Linked DNA regions of Gasterosteus aculeatus: region 2 is linked to region 1. Evidence: chromatin contacts called from public Hi-C data. All regions are on one chromosome and are shown on one strand. The core of a region is the stretch at or near the end of the contact, and the rest is flanking DNA. Distances in the headings are between cores, read along the strand shown.

The links. Hi-C and Micro-C count contacts between places; a contact is called where the count stands out from the background.
Region 2: a contact with region 1 is called in a Hi-C map of liver, with 4 times the contacts expected there. The contact joins the enhancer-like site here to the promoter of gli2a in region 1. A contact is called at or near these places in 5 of 6 Hi-C or Micro-C datasets (liver, skeletal muscle, tail fin and 1 more).

What each region holds. Positions count from the first base shown.
Region 1 is chr16:1,928,896-1,933,326 of fGasAcu3.hap1.1, reverse strand. It overlaps gli2a (GLI family zinc finger 2a), which reads right to left and starts at 2,555. Exons shown (of 14, transcript XM_040201991.2): 1 at 2,030-2,555.
Region 2 is chr16:2,012,797-2,017,227 of fGasAcu3.hap1.1, reverse strand. LOC120834422 (sterile alpha motif domain-containing protein 9) reads left to right here. Exons shown (of 4, transcript XM_078090663.1): 4 at 1-1,724. The coding sequence ends at 851. Among protein-coding and RNA genes, the nearest start is that of LOC120834422, 9.0 kb to the left of the region's middle. Within about 2 kb of position 2,542, at least 3 of the 9 cell types and tissues checked have open chromatin away from gene starts, as enhancers often do.

The sequences.
Region 1 (4,431 bases), core at 1,306-3,805:
TAAATAATCCACTGCTTAACACCAATGGGCCAATGTGAGGAGAAAGGAGGTGCAGCGACACAACTGATTGACACAAAATGAACCCAGAAGCACCTTGATGAGCCAACTGCTCATGAGATGAATGATGACTGCTAACAGCAGAAGGTTTAGGGCCACGTCCACGCAGTGGTATTTAGGGTGAAGGCCGCAGCTCCTCTTCATCTACAACCACTAAACAGCGCAATCACTTTTTGCCAAAGCAAAACCCCTAACCCCGACCTGCCACATCCCCCCACAGGCGCCTTTTTCTTACGGCCGCCATTGTGAGTGGACAGGCTGCCCAATGCCTTCGTCGGTACAGTATACAGCGAGTGGGATCAGGGAAATGGGGGGATTTTTTTCTTTTTCCAACTTTTCTGAGTTTACTCAGCAGGAGTAGGTGGTTGTGGTGGGTGAGGAGGAATGGGGGGGGGCTCCTCCCCCTCCTCAGAGTCACTCTGACTTCACCCGCTCCTCCAACCCTCCTTTCTGTCCCTGTACGCTAGACTTCATCGGTATTTGCTTTCAAAAGAGAGCTGTACCCCTCCCCACCCCTCAAACTCCTCCTCCTTGGTCCACACACACACACACACACACACACACACACACACACACACACACACACACACACACACACACACACACACACCTTTTCCAGTATTTGGTTCATTAAATTTGGTGCGAACTTTCAGAAAAGAAGCAAAAAGAAAAAGAAAAAGCGGGAGGCAGATCAATAAAGTGAGGCCTGTGCACAGAGGCGATGTGTGAAAACGGGGGCTGAAGCAGCGGACAACAGGCACACAGGCCTGGGGAGATGAAAGTGACATGGCCACTATGGGTCTCCCCCTGAATGAGCTGAATAGGCTCATCCATTCTTCGCTCCTTTCACTCTCCGTCGGCCCTAACTGTTGGAACTCTTCATTCCTCACAATGGCCAAATGCACTAAAACTTTTTCTTTTTTTTTCTCATGCAAATCAGCTCGGCTGTGACCGGGGTTGTCATCATGTGAAGCGGAAAATACACATGCACAAAAGTCTCGGCCGGTTTAAAACATGCATATTATTTGAAACATTTTCCAAACTATTCCTTTTTTTTAACAAGATGAATTCTTCTTAATCTTAACTCATCATTTTGAAAACACATTCCAACTTCACAACTGATTTTTTCTTTAAATATTAAAAAAAAAAATCCAAGGAGGGGAGTCCAGCATGTTTGCAAACAACTCTGTGTTATTTTGGAAAAGCTTTAAGAAAAAGGCCAAAAGAAGCGGCGGCAGAAGTGAGACTAGAGCGCACACATGAGTTTGGAGATCATTAGCAGCGCCCGTTAGATGGAGGAAAAGCCAACAGCAAATATGGCTGCTTAAGGGCCCCACAAAGGCGTCAAGTGTTTGTTGACTGCTCAGGCTGCAGAGCAAACAGTCAACTTTGAATCTTTCAACAAGAAGTACACATCTCCCACAGGCCGGTCCCGGGCCCACGGGCCCACGTCCCCACGCGGAGACTCCTGCTCGGTGCTTCTTTGCTTTGTGGCGTTAAGAGATTAGAAAGCAAAGGTCTCCGAAATGCGTAATGAGCCTAATGGTTTTATCAGTTTCTTCCATTCACAGAAAGGTGGAATGATGGAAACAGATGTTGTAAAATATTTATTTTAATTGGATTTAGATTGTGAGATCCCGCTCAGTTCACTTGAGTGGAAAACCATTAGAACGGTCACTGGTAGAACTATTAAAAGCTTCTGCGGGAGGCGCCGAGCTCCCCGAACGCATCTCCTCCCTTGATGGATCGAGTTGCAGGACGAAACATTTCTAGGATTCCTGTGTCAGATAAGTTCAAAGTGCAAATGAGACGTGAAGCCGCTGACACGCGGGGCGACACAGAACATGAGAGCAACGGGGGAGGAGAGCCCCGGTGAAACGCTGGCAAACACACCAAGTGAACACAAGCGCACGGGAGGGGGCCGCGGCGCAAACCCAGCGGCGCTGTCAGCGTCGCGCTAAAGTGCGCTTACCTTTCCGCCGCGTCTTGCTTTCACTTCCCAACCGCCCCAGGCTCTTTTATGGGGTCCGAGGAAAACTTTGCCCTGGAGTGGGGGGGGGGGGGGGTCCCGTAGACTAGGAGCGGACTGGCACCGCGGGGGGGAGCGCGACGTGCAGACGAGCCTCTCCGCACTCCATGAACCGGGTCGCGGGCGGAAGTTTTGGAGCCGCTCAAAGTTCGCTCTGTGCGCCGCGGAGCCGCTTCGGTGCGCGAGTCGAGTTCAACTTTTTCTTACAATCCATCTTCTCCCATGACGCGCGTGTTTGTGCGCGCTTCAGCCAACTAACGTGAAGCGTTCACGCCCCAGGCTTGTTGCCGGGATTCTTTCTTTTCTCTGCGCGTGAAAGTTTGGGAGTAAATGCGGTTTGGCTTCAGTCGGCAGTTGTTGCAGAGGCATGCGGTGGTGTGGAGATCTCCAGGCTGCTGAACTGTTTTCAATCTCCCCCCTCACCCTCTATCTCCTCCCCCCTCTTTACCATCTCCCCCCCCCTCCCTCACTCCCCCCCTCGCTCCCTGGTGAGTTGGGCCATTTGCCGCACCAGATGGGCCCGGCTAACTCTTTCCAGCAGTTGCAGATAAAGTTTCATTCATAGTTCGGTTGTTTTTTCTTCTTTCTTGACGCAGGTTAGCGCACAAGTCCCGTCGCATTGGATTCAGAAGGAAACGCAAAGAGTTGCATTGGAAAAAAAAAAGAGCTCGCGCAGCTCGAGTTGTGTTGCTTTTGTGCGGTGATTGTGTGAGTGGGTGGACAGATCGTCAACACAACCAACCATCACATCCAGACCTCATGGTTCCAGCCAGCGGGGGACACACAACGATGTCCGTGATTCAGAGGCTTTATTCCCATGCGTCCTCCTCTGGTGTGGATCCTTTCATTCAGCATTTATGATGCCATTCATGTAGATTCCATATAGAAAGTCAGCCCGACTTTGCTAGACGGGCGTTTTAAATGCTCGTTTGCTGTTTTTATTTTTGTATTAATTGTCTTTTTTTTTTTTTAAAGAAAAAGAGAAAATGAGCTGCGCGCTGTGTGTGAACGACGCGTTTATCATTTCAAGATAGATAGAGCTTTTCATTTACAGTTAGTATTTAGTTATTTACTCTTAAGTAGTATTGTTTAATTGTTTTGGTTTGATTTAATTCAATGTTTCCTGTTTCGGTCAATTAAGTTTAATTTTGTGTCGTTATTTAAGTGTGCGTAGTTTTAATAATTAGTTGGATTATTATTTGGGTAATATTGTGGGCACCTGGAGGAAATTAAGCGCACAGCCAGGTGTAGGACCGGCATGCACCGGGGGAGCTACGGTTGTCCTGCTTGGTCAATCCGCTGACTTGCTGCGTAAAAGGGACGAAGTAGCGGTGCATCAGTGGCCCTTTGATTCAACTTGTTTATTGAGCCCAAAGAAAAATGTGTGAACGTTCTAAAACACACTAAAAAACCTTATTAGATTATCGAGAGTCCAAGTGTCTCACAGTGCTTCATTCTGTCACTCCAATTCATCAAAACTTCTTTTGTGTGTCTGTCACGTTTCACATAAATATTTAAATACCAATGTACTTGGGATCCTGGAGGACTGCTGTCAAAACAAAACGTATTATTATTATAATCCAAATCGGAATCGGAATCCGCTCTATTCGCCACGTATACTCGTGCATACATGCAATTTGACCCTGGTTACATGCAAAGACACAGTATATTTCATAACAAGAAATATACACAATAAAAAGACATTAAAAAAAAAGTTTTTTTATGACCATACGATATATGAATAACTATTGAAAAGTAAATATAGTGTCACAAACAGCGACATTGAATATGGAATGAATGAAGATGCAAAAGGTGGTAATAGTGCAAAAAAGGTGATTTATTTGTCCAGAGAGACGCTCTGAGCGTAGAAGGAGTTTGTGTCTGGTGGTTTTGGCGTGAAGTGCTCTGTAGCGCCTACGAGAGGGGAGGAGTCCAGACAGGTTGTGTCCACGGTGTGAAGGTCTGCAGGGATGGTTCCTGCCCTGTTTCCTGACTCTGTACAAGTCCAGGATGCAGGGCAGGCTGGAGCCGTGATCCCCTCTGCACACCTGATCCAAACCACGCACAGCCTGAAGGACAGAGAGCAGACTGGATGATATCTGGATGAAGTAGAACCGGACCAGCAGCTCCCGAGGGAGGGTAAACTTCCTGAGCTGGTGCAGGAGGTCAACTTCTGCCGGGCCTTCTTCCTGATGTTGGAGGCCCACTTCAGCTCCCTGGAGATTGTGGAGAGACTTGAAGGTTTCCACAGCAGACAGTGCTGTTAAGTATGGTGAGGGGGGCAGTGATGGGGGTCTTCTCCTGAAGTCCACGGTCATCCTCTCAGTTTTGAGTTCATTCATCTC
Region 2 (4,431 bases), core at 1,293-3,792, 84 kb before region 1:
TCAGAAAGTATGCAGAGCTTTTCTGCAAGATGGATTCGGCAGCTCTCTTGAGAAATAAAGCCATGTCTTCCATGCTGAAACTACACGAAGAAAGACAATACTTGGAGAAGAACAAAGCTGATACCTTCTCTGGAATTCTGAATTGTCTCTCCAATGGTATACCACATGACATTATGGAGAGGATCGCCAAACTGTCACATTCGGTCTGTGCATCTGATAGGCCGACTGTGAAGGAGAGAATCAACTTCATCTACATTAATGTTGTCTTGAGTTGTATCAAACCGGCATCAAAACTAATTCTGCCCTACAAGACGCTAATTGATCTCCTTTGCCAAGTTCTGCGGGAGCAAATCCCATTAAGTGAGAACTTACCACTGCACTTCATTGCAGTTGTGCTGTTTTGGCCACAGCACCGCTCTGCAGAGGTGTTACTGTGTAACAATCTGGGGAGGCTCATCTCACAGATCAGGACCTCTTATCACATGGTGATGAAGGAAGTGTTCAACGGCAAAAGACCCATTGTCCATTTCATCCTGGGGAAGAAGCAGGGCTATGAACGACTGGTACACCTAGGGGAGATCAGAAGGTACGTCAGGGCTGGGGAAGAAGATTTCACATTAATGTGGGAAAATGGAAAAATATGGCAAGAGAAGCAGGTAAAGGAGCGCCTCTGCAGGTTAACTGGCCAAGTGAGGGACAAGAGGATTCTGGCAGATACTTGTATCCCTGGTCTGAAGTTGGAAATCACCCCAATGTTTCAAAGTCAGCTTAGTGGGCATGCCCAGGAGACCGAAGTGTCCTTCTTTATCGGTTTCTCGATGAAAGGCCCGGTTGCACTCGACATTAAGTGAACTTTGAAAGCAGCCTGTTCCAACATGCTGTATCTTTCAGCTATTAATTGTGGACTCATTGGTGTCATTACACACTTGCAATATTAATGAATGTAACACAATATTATGTTTTTTTGTGCATCCCTGGCTCTGCACATTACATTAGTTTCACTCTTTTGTAAGGGACACATTTGTTAAGTAATGCATTAAAAGCTAACATCTTAAATATTGTGTATTTGTACTGTAACCCTGTAGTGTATGTTGATTAAATGTAAATATGATTAATTTTATAAAAGGTGTATGATACACGATTCAGAGCATTGATAGCAGCAAACAACCTTTATCTATGTAAGGATACAGAGGAATAATGTCTATCTGAGCAAAGAAGTCTCAGCAATATTGCCGCCGTTTTCACTGCTAGCAACAATAGCACTGTTAGCACCGTTAGCACCATTTGCTGACACAACAGGAATGCTCTATGTTTTTTCTTTTTCTTCACATATATATTAACTACTGTTCTTTATTCATTGGATGAATGTGTACAGCAGCTTAATATTCAATGAAATACTTTTGAAAGGTATGTTTTACTTTAGTCAAATTAGGAATTTGCAATGTTTTACCTGTAGTATATTTGTGTGTTTGTTTGATATTTGATTATTGATAATTAACTTAAAAGAAAACTTTTGCAAAATGTTTTACTTACACAAAAACAACGCTTGTAATTAATTCATCTTTTTTTCAATACAATAACGAAATGTAATTTTTGGGGGTAGATTGTGTGTTTTAATTGTAAACTTGATTTTGATTGATGTATAGCAATTATTTTGCATACCATGAAAAAGAATGACATTAATTTTTGCATTACCTTTTTAATAAAGATGAACTACAACATGACCATGTATGACATTTTAAATTCTACTGCACTATGTGCTCAAGCTCTTGCTATCCAGTCAACACTCATGGTGGACTGTCGGGCATCTCTCCAAGGGATTTAGTTTACCTGCCTCAGCTACTAATGTGGTTATAGAAACACAATATAGATTCACATTACCTGTATCACACACAGGAGGGCGCCACAACGCCAGAGATGATAAAACCCACTTACAGAGTGTAATTGCCCAACATACAACTTAAACAAAACAATAGATTCCTAGAGACCAATAACCAGCATAAAAAACTAAACATCATTTATATTCTGTCCCACTGTAGTATGCAATGAAACCCTGACTTAAAAGAGAAAACCGTATTCTTATGCAACTCATTTATATACTGTATAGAGTATGACTTACGACCCAGTAGTGTGATGTCCTGAAAACCAACCTGTTAAGACCAAAGGCTGAGATGCAAAAAGCAGCTCACTGAATACCAATACATCCTAAAATGGCCTCATTTAGAGTGCATAGCGACAAGAGACAGATGGTTAAACGTGAACTTGAGGATGGAGGATGAGAATGGTGCATCCCCATGGCAGGCGATGGCGTCCCAGGGTCACCAACCAGAAGATCTCCCACCTCCCTGTTTGATGGACAGTCTGACTTTGTGTCATCTGAGGTTTGAATGCACATCAGGGCATTTCCTGTTCCTCACGCTGTTGGTTTTATGGACAGAGGCAAGGCTGTTAAAGCTCCTGCTGGGTTAATGCAGCTGCTGCGTTGCCATGTGGGTCGGGATGACTAGCGCGGTGTGGAGCCTGGTCCTGAATATGTATGCTGCTTTCTGGCCTCTGTGAGCGCAGCGTCTCCCCCCTCAGGAGACAAGCGTAGTCCGTGTCTCATTGGTGTCAGAGCGGCAGATGGCTCAACAAGTGACAAACTTCTGTACAAGGTGCTAAGTGGTCATTCGATGGGAGATAGCATATCAACAACAACAAATCATTAGCATCTGTTCATTTATCAAATGTTTTGACACATTGAGTTCCATCCAACATAGGACAGGTATTATCATAAGTATTATTAGTGGCTCATGCTGTGTCATATGCTGCGTAGTAGTACGTAGTAGTAGTTTGGCAGATTTACAAAAGCAATTCTGTGGGTCAAAAGGTCATTCCATGGATTGTGTGTCCTTCCTTCAGCATGGTGGAGTTAAAGGCCGCTTTGGATACCAAACAGGTAAAGATTCATGAGAAGACCGGGATGCAATTTCAGCGCTCAGAGAAAGACGAAGGTTGACCACCTGAGGGTCCTGAATTGCTACATTCTGCAAGCACAACCTGAAACCTGCACCTCTGGTGTAGAGGGTCAACATGGTCCAAATGTGCGGAAACTAGATTTACCTGCACATCCGTGTCACAGACAGGTGAGATAATACATCTTCATTAAAGCGATCATGTTGCTGTATCATTCAGCTGTGGCTCCAAAGCATCACACATCTTAAATCATCACATATTGTGTTTAACTCACTTCTCTATGTTGCAAAATCAGAATGTTTGCCTCGCAGGGCTGTACATCCTTTGCTCATTCACCACCTGACAGGAGAAAAAACTCCCAATAAACCCTCTTTGGGGAGAAAATTGGAAGAAATCCATAAAAGACGGCAATTAGAATCCGGCCCCAGGTCTTAATGTTACATCGTGGCAGGATGTTAATGTGTGCAGTAATTGTATGACTTACATATGTTTGATTCATATTGCAAGTATTTCATCTAACATGCTAATGTAATAACTAATATCGAATAACACACAAACTACAACCCTAGTTTTACTGACTCCCACATTGGTGTTCCTGGCTCAATAAAAACTAGCAACTTTTAGAAGAAATGGAGCCGACTGTCAGACAGTATTGAGATTGTGATTTCTGCCTCCTGGTGAAACTCGGTAGCGAGGTCTCATTGGACGAGGGCATGGACACCCCAGGGGTCCTGTGCTCTGACATGAGCTCAGAAGAACCAGCGCCGTCCTGCAAATGATCCTGGTCCGGCTGCGTCGGTGTGAATCAGACAACCGACTCTCCAGCCTTCCGTCCAAGTGCGCTCGCTGTGAGCAGGTACGAACAAAGGGCTGCGTATGCAAGGAACTTAGCTGCTGTGTTTTGCGTTGCATGCTGTTGCTCAGAGTAGGTTTTGATCACGTGGAGAGACACAGATCGCTGGAAGTCGATCTGTTAAAAGCACACAGCCGCTCATTGCACATTTCAGTCTGCCAGTCGTGTGTCTGTGTGATGAAGCAACAGGTATCGTGTCTCACTGCCTCAGCTACCATTTACTTTGCTTTGAGTCTTTCTACCTCGGTTTTATTATTTGAAATCACACACACAAAGATTTAGCTGTTTAACACGTGGTGAATGAACGTGACCGGACCCCCATCCAGTAGCCACACGTGGGCTCGCGTGAGAGATAAACCCACCAGGGTAGTTTTCTTAGTTCTCTTTGTTATAAACTATATACTATATATATATATCCATCCATTGTCAAACCGCTTTATATATATATATATATATATATATATATATATATATATATAGTTTTCTCCAACCTTCACTGTTCACTCCTGATTATTGACCTATTGTCAACAAACAAGAGCTGACGGTTATTAATCATGTGTAGAACGTTCTTTAAGGCTTGGGAGAAAGTTCAGTAAAAGATCATTTCACTGGCTGTAATTACA